2 separate regions of the Canis lupus genome follow, and region 2 is linked to region 1. The links are chromatin contacts, called in public Hi-C maps. All regions are on one chromosome and are shown on one strand. The core of a region is the stretch at or near the end of the contact, and the rest is flanking DNA. Distances in the headings are between cores, read along the strand shown. Region 1 overlaps SPRED2 (sprouty-related, EVH1 domain-containing protein 2). Region 2 holds the start of SPRED2 (sprouty-related, EVH1 domain-containing protein 2).

What was found. Hi-C and Micro-C count contacts between places; a contact is called where the count stands out from the background.
Region 2: a contact with region 1 is called in a Hi-C map of blood, with 1.8 times the contacts expected there. The contact joins the promoter of SPRED2 here to the enhancer-like site in region 1. A contact is called at or near these places in 3 of 9 Hi-C or Micro-C datasets (amygdala and blood).

The regions. Positions count from the first base shown.
Region 1 is chr10:66,082,014-66,085,644 of UU_Cfam_GSD_1.0, forward strand. SPRED2 (sprouty-related, EVH1 domain-containing protein 2) reads right to left here. Exons shown (of 6, transcript XM_038551454.1): 2 at 2,323-2,500. Among named protein-coding and RNA genes, the nearest start is that of SPRED2, 85 kb to the right of the region's middle. Within about 2 kb of position 2,033, at least 2 of the 20 cell types and tissues checked have an H3K27ac peak or open chromatin away from gene starts, as enhancers often do. A contact at or near this core is called in blood, where this site is marked.
Region 2 is chr10:66,166,397-66,170,027 of UU_Cfam_GSD_1.0, forward strand. It overlaps SPRED2 (sprouty-related, EVH1 domain-containing protein 2), which reads right to left and starts at 1,951. Exons shown (of 6, transcript XM_038551454.1): 1 at 1,783-1,951. The coding sequence starts at 1,808.

The sequences.
Region 1 (3,631 bases), core at 783-3,282:
GACAATCTAAAGGCCATGCTACGTTGACATATTCTCTGACAAATTGTGAAACTATCAAGAAAAAATAGATCTAAAAAGACTTCGCTGCTCAGGCACGATAATTTGCTAACACAAAAGTAGTAATAAAAATAAAAAGGGAAGAAGTGGAAAAAAATCCTATTAAAATTTTTGTTGAAAAGGAACACCAAAACAAAAAAGTAAGCAACAAATTATAAGAGTATTTGCAGTAAATATGGCCGATGAAAAGGAGTATCTTTCTTATAGGAGAGGGCATGTATAGCAAGGAGAAAAATAAGGCCCCCAACGGACACGACAGATAATTCATAGCTGTTTAACAAGTAGAAAAACATCAATACCATTAGTGCTCAATGACATGATACCACTCTTACTCTGTCAAATTGGTCAAGACTTAAAATATAGGACCCTCCATGTGTTAAAGGAAATTCTCATCCATGCTGGTAGCAGTTCTTCGTACAAGTATCCAAAGCCATACAAATTTGACGCTCTAAATTATTCCAAGAAAATAGTAAATGTGGAGAATGCAGGTAGGTAATGCTGGGTGGGTGCGTGGGTGGGTGCCAGGGAGGAAAAGCACCGTAACAATGATAATAACCCTAAGGAGATGATCAAATAAACAATGTTGCATCAACCTGATACCAGCAACTAGAAAATTTGCTAAGGCAAAGCAAATGAGATACAAAATTGTTGGCAAGCTCCAAGTCAGAGCTATGTAAAAATAAAAATAAGCACATCAGGGAGAAACTACTAACGGCAGTTGTACACATGTGACTTTGGCTCAGTTTTAGGGTCAAAGTGACAGGTATCAAATACTGGTTCCAGGTCCGAAGGATGGGTCCCCCAAGAACAAGGGGAATTTCTGAATCTCAATTTTTTTCACTTATAATTATCCAGGCTATTGTAAGGACACGGTGATGTCACCTAACTAAAGGGCTAGTGTTGTATTTAGCACATGGCAGATGTCAGCTAAATGGTAGTTATCTTACTTTCTTACTGGTAGCGTGGTCATATTGCCTTTATTGAGAATATATTGCAAATAAGGACATTTTGATTATTTGACTAATGGGTAGGGAATTTCCTGAATGGACACCCTTCTTAAAATGAGCTTATGTTCTCCCTTTTAAACTTTCATTCATCTTCTTTCTGGAAACGAATCAAGTGTGAAAATAGCATTTCTGTTAATCTATATATAACATTTACAAATTGTCCTGTCTTATCTATTTGGTAACTTTTTTAAACAGAAAGAAGTGGTTGCAAAAGAAGATTACATTTGTACATTTAACACATAAAACTCAACAACACGCTCGCTGTCAAGGGTCTCAGACGTAACACGGACGTTTCCTGTGGAATCTTGCTATTTTCCCTGGTGAGATCCAATACGATCCTGCACGTTGTGAAGCAACAGTTGGCTTCTCAGTATAGACTCCAGGATCAAACAGGACAGAGAGGAGCAATGTTCAGGTTCAAGGCCACCAATTAAAAATAGGCTCGGACATTCAATTTTTCTTCGCATCATAGATTTCTTCCTAACTTAAACCTGGACACCCAAGTTCTTTCGTGGAACTGTAGGTTATGAACTACCAATGCTCCACTCGTGAAAGAGTAACGATCACTCTCCAAAGTACGTATTTAATAAGCACGTAGAATTATTAGAGATGTGTGATACCACTACTTTTATCCAAACATGTTTTATTCATTAGTGTATGAAACCAAAGCTACAGTATTTTTTCAATAAACAGTACTGACAAGTAACCACATGTCGGGTGACATTCAGCCTTCGCACCTGACCTTTTACCAGCCAAGCCTTGATGGCATGCTCCACGAAGAAACCCTACATTTAAAAAAACAAAACAAACAAGACAAACAAAAAAACACGAAAAAAAAAAAAAAAAACCCGACCTCACAGCTCCCGACAGTGTGATTCAAAACAAAGAACACACTTCTGTTTTGAGTATCTTGTTACAGTGACAGAAAGACAGCGGAATTAATCAAAGACGCACAAAGACAGCCAAATACACGACTTCTAAGCACCTGCGGTGTCTGGAGTGTGGTAAAAAGTGCCTCCGCAGGAAGGCCAGGGTTTTGCATTTGACAACAGCTCCAGAGCTCTAACTTCCGAAGCTTTCACAACAGTTTGAAGTCAGAGAAATAAGGGGTGGGGGTGGGGGTGGGGACACGGGGGGGGGGGGGTGGGGATGACTGTAACCACCACCACCAAACCTATGAGAAGAGGGCTATGATTAAACATAAAGCAATCAGTCGTTTGCTGATTTAAAAACCCATGCGTTGCATGTCTGCCATTACCAGTTTGTCTTTCTGTCGTTCACCATGGATGAGAAAGCCGCTTCGTCCATTGCCTTCGGGGTGCATGACCTTACAGACCCCCACGCGACTGATCCCGCCTCCTTCCTGTGGGAACCATCCCCCGCTGGAGTCATCTCTGGTCATAACCACAGCCTTGACACGCACAATATAGCTGTCACTAAAACGACAACAAGAAGAACGGGGCATGACAATGGTCTGGCAGCTGCAGGACATGTTTCACAATGCAAGGGGACCACCAGCCAGCATGTTTCTGGACTCATCGAAAGAAAATCAATGCCTCGCAGCAACGGTAGAGGGTAGCTTCTCAATGTAAGGGGGGGAAACCCAACACTTAAACTAAACACACGGCAAATATACATTTTTAAAGACACCCAGTAATTCTTAAAAAAAATTGTGAGTCTTTGAAGACATACGCAGGCATAACATTCTCTAGTTTCTGGGCTGTATTAATAAAATAAATGAGCTCATTGCTGTAATTTGTTATCTGTAAGTTAGGAAAGACAAACCTATTAACTTAAGAGGATATTACCATTTCAACCCTTAAAACTTAGTTTACAATGAATGGCCTAGGCTTAACATTTTTTTTAAAACTAATAATCTTTTGATTTAGCACAAGAACAGGATAATTCCCTCCCGAATCGCACATTCACCATGCGATCATGTATGTAGGTGGGAAAGCATTTCAGTCCCAATACCCTCTACACATGTGTTGCCTTCTGTTTATGATTTTATTTTTTCCAGTCTAAACTTCAATTTCGCAAGAAGTTCTTTTGCACATTTGCCAAAAATCCTCTTTCTTCTCCAGAGACCAACTCTAGCTCTTTTCATTCTTCATCGTTTTTGGGGAAACGCGCTTGGGTGTCTCGGCAAGGCCCTTTAAATTCTCATTTGCTGTTTTCTTTCTTTGGACAGAATTCATTTTTTTACTCATTCAAACATATATTCACATCTTCTATATGCCAGGCACTGGGCCAGATTCTGGGGGAAATAACGATGCAGAGTTAACACAGAAGGCCTTCTGTCCTCGGGACTGAGGGAAGACCCTCGGCCACCCCCCACGCCAGCCAGCGCCCGGCCACTGCCATCTCCAGTCTACCAGAGGCCACCGCCCTACACCCCTGCTCACCCCGCACTCACCCAGGTTTCCCGTGACTCCCTTGTGCCTCAACTTTTCCTGTGACTCTACTCCCCTCCACCATGCCTCCGTGCTCCCTGATACCTCCTTATCATTCCTTTCATTTTTAAAACAGGTAAAATACATATGAGATAACATTTTACCTTTTAATGG
Region 2 (3,631 bases), core at 701-3,200, 84 kb after region 1:
TCTCCAACACGAATCCCAACGTCCAGAGCAAGGCCACCGTCCCTCCCTGCTACTACTGCTATTTGCGTGTGCAGGGACAAAGGAAGACCCAGAGAAACACTGGCCTATTCGTCCAGTCGGAAGGGAACAAGGCCCAGCAGCATATCTCTTCCTCCCAAAAGCAACTTTTCCCCCCCCCCATTTTACAGTTTCAAAATGCAGTGTATGAAGGCAAAGGCAAAAAAACGTTTTAAAAAAGATCAACAGCGGTGGTGGCATCGCAGCGACATGCGCTCCAGGCAGGCTGGTCCCCAGCGGCAGGTGTCTTAGCAGACCAGGGGTAACTGCAGTCCAACATCCCCGGGGGGGCGGGGGGGGGGGGTTGGAGGGGGGGGACAAGGGAAGGCAAGTCCCTTTGCCCAAACACCCACCCTCTCCCGCCCAGCCTGGCAACAGCAGACGCCAAAGGATAAAGGGGCATTTAAAAAAGAAAGAAAAAAAAAAAAAAAAAAGTAGATTCTTAAGAGTAGAGCACAGCATTCGGTCACCTGCTGCAAGAGAAGCCCTCCGGGTCACCCAGCCCTGAGTCACTTCCCCCCTCGGCACGGTCCAGGCTCGCAGGAGCAGAGGCCCCCGCAGCCCCCACGGCCCCGCGCCCCCGCGCCGCCCACGGCTCTGCGCCCCAGCCCGCGCCACTGCTACCTTCGCTAAGGGCAGCTCTGAATGAAAGGAGCCGAGGCAGGCTCCGGATTTATGAATGTGCAGGGGAGGAGGGGAGGGATATCATGTGACAATAAAGGAGAGCGTCTTATTCACAAAAAAAAAAAAAAAAAAAAAAGTGGCTGGTGGCGGGCACAGCCACTGAGCAGCGGGGACGGCCGCCGAGCGCTGACCGCTCGGACCCGCGGCCGACGACCTCAGGCGCCGGGCCCAGGAGCCCGGCCTCGGCTCCCCCTGCACCGGGGCGCCCCGGGCGCGGGTGGGAGGACGGCAGCTCCGACTCCGCGACCGCGAGGCTGCAGGAGCCTCACCTCGGCCCGGGGCTGGGCGAGCGAGCCCGCGGGGGGCGGCGGGCCACCCGGGGGCCCCCCAGCCGAGCGCCCCGAGCACCGCTCCCTGGGGCCCGCGGGCCGGGCACGCACCCCTGCACCCCCTGCACCCCGTGCACGCGCGCACGCCGCCCCGCCCGCCCCCGCAGCCCCCGCCTCGGGTCCGCCCCCCCACCCCGCGGGGCGCCCGTCCCGAGCCCCAGGGCGCGTGCACACGAGCTCACACGCGCCGCGGGACCCCTCCGGCCGCTCCCCCGCCGCGCCGCGCCCCGCCCGGGGATCCCCGGCTCCCGCAGGCCCCCCGCGCGGCCCGCGCCCCGTCCTCCCTCCGCTCCGCCGCGTTGTTTTTTTTTTTTTTTTTTTATGAATGAAAATGTGGTATGCAAATGAGAGCGATTCAAGAAAAACGAAATGGCGGAGCCCGGGCCCCCGGTGGGCTGCCTGCGGGACCGGGGATGGGGATGCGGATGGCGGGACGGGGATGGGGAGGGACGGGGATGGGGGGCGAGCGGCGGGGCGGCAGCCGCGGAGCCCCCACGGGAAAACCCACCGGCCCCGGGGAGCCGCAGCGGGGGTGCCCGGTCCTTCCGCCCCGGCCGCGGGAGATCTGGGGGGGGCGCCCCGAGGTCACCCGCGCGCCCTTGGCCGCGCCGCCCCTCCCCGCTCGGCGGGCAGGGGGCAGGCGCGCAGCCCACGCCAAGGTCCACCCCACGCTGCGCCCGCGGGCACGCTCCCGCCCCGCAGCCGAACTTACTCGTCCGGGTGTGTTTCTTCGGTCATTTTCCTGTTCACCTCGACGCCTGTCCCGCGGCGGGCAGCCCGGCTCCCTTCATCTTCCTGCGCGCTCAGCCCCGGCTTCACATCTCCGGAGACCGCCCGGTGGGGCTGGGGAGGGGGCGGCGCGAGGGGGCGCGCGGGGGCGCGAGGGGGCGCGGAGGGGGCGCGCGCCGCGGCGCCCGGGGCCCGGCCGGAGGGGCTCGGGGGCTCGGCCCGGGCGGAGCGGGAGCGCCCCGGGCAGCGGACGGCGGCGGGGGAGACAGAAAAACAAGCGCGCCGTGCACGGCGGGGGCTGCGGGGGCCGGGGGAGGGCCGGCCGCGGGCGGGGGCTCGGCCCGGGGTCGCCCCCGGGGCCCGGGCCAATCACGGTTCCGGGGAGCGGCCGGCGGCCGGGGGAGGTGCGCCTGGGAGGCGGTGCAGGGCGCCCCGTCCGAGCCCCATCTCCCGACTCCGCCGATTTACTCCATATTGGATTCTCACCGCCGCCAACAGGAGGAGGAAGTAGGGCGGAAGCGATGACGTCTTCCCAGCGGCCAGAGGTGGTGGAGTGCAAAAAAGCTTCCTACTTGCGACCGAAAAAAAAAAAAAAAAAAGGGAGAAGAGAGAGGAAAAAAAAAAAAAAAAAAAAAAAAAACTTTGACCCGCCTACTGAGCATGCCCGGCTTCCTTGCCCCCTCCCTCCCGGCTGGCGCTCCCGGAGGAGCCGCGGAGCGGAGCTGTTTGTGCGGCGTCTGCCTGGCTCCGGATCCCTGCCGGACGACGCTCCGGGTTTTGAGAAGCCCGGGAGGAGGGAGGAGGCGGGAGGGAGCCGAGGGCTCGCGCACATCTGGCTCCAGTTTGGTTCCCTCCCTCCATCCGAACCCCTGGATTAACGATGGTGGGGGGCGGGGGCGGAGGCGCGGAGTTCAGGGGAGGCCCCAGGGGTGCTCGGGCTTGGAGGACCAGCTCCCCCGCGCTGCGGCGGGAGGCGGGGGGAGGCGGCACAGGTGTTTTTGCCAAGGTTCCGAATGGCAGAGGCTTTTCAGTTTCTCATGAATCTTGTGATTTTTTTTTTTTTTTTGTCTTGCTAGAGGAGTGGACATTTACGAGGAATCGATATTTGTACTTAAAAAAAAAAAAGGTAACTCCAACACAGCTCAGAAATGCAAATGCATTTCAGTAGAAATGATGGGCTTCCTTGGGTTAAAAGGTGAGCCCAAATACATTTTAAAAATTACTTAATAGGGATCCCTGGGTGGCGCAGCGGTTTGGCGCCTGCCTTTGGCCCAGGGCGCGATCCTGGAGACCCGGGATCGAATCCCACGTCGGGCTCCCGGTGCATGGAGCCTGCTTCTCCCTCTGCCTGTGTCTCTGCCTCTCTCTCTCTCTCTCTCTCTCTCTCTCTCTGTGTGACTATCATAAATAAAGAAAAAAAATTAAAAAAAAATTACTTAATAAACCTCTCTCGTGTTGGAGGATGGCCCTTCGAAGGCCCCAGTTACTGGGCCATAGGTTACCAGTCCGGTGGGCTTTGGCACACTGGATACCCCCTCTCCCTACCTTTTGTCTTTAAATGATGTGTCTTGTCTTGGCTCAGGTCCATGAGCTGGGTGGGCCCATGTTCTCCAAAGCAGCACTGTCTGGGCAATGGACAGGGCACCCAACCTGTGCAGTTAGTTGCACAGGGATCTTAACTTGGTTTGACATTCTGCTGTTGCAGTTTTGAAATTCTTTGCGGTGTTGGAACAAGGGGCTCCACGTTTTTACTTTGCAGTGGGTCCCACAGATGACATAGTTGTTTAGTGCTTCTTCCTGGGGGTCTTGCTAGATAGAGAGCAAGAAGTACA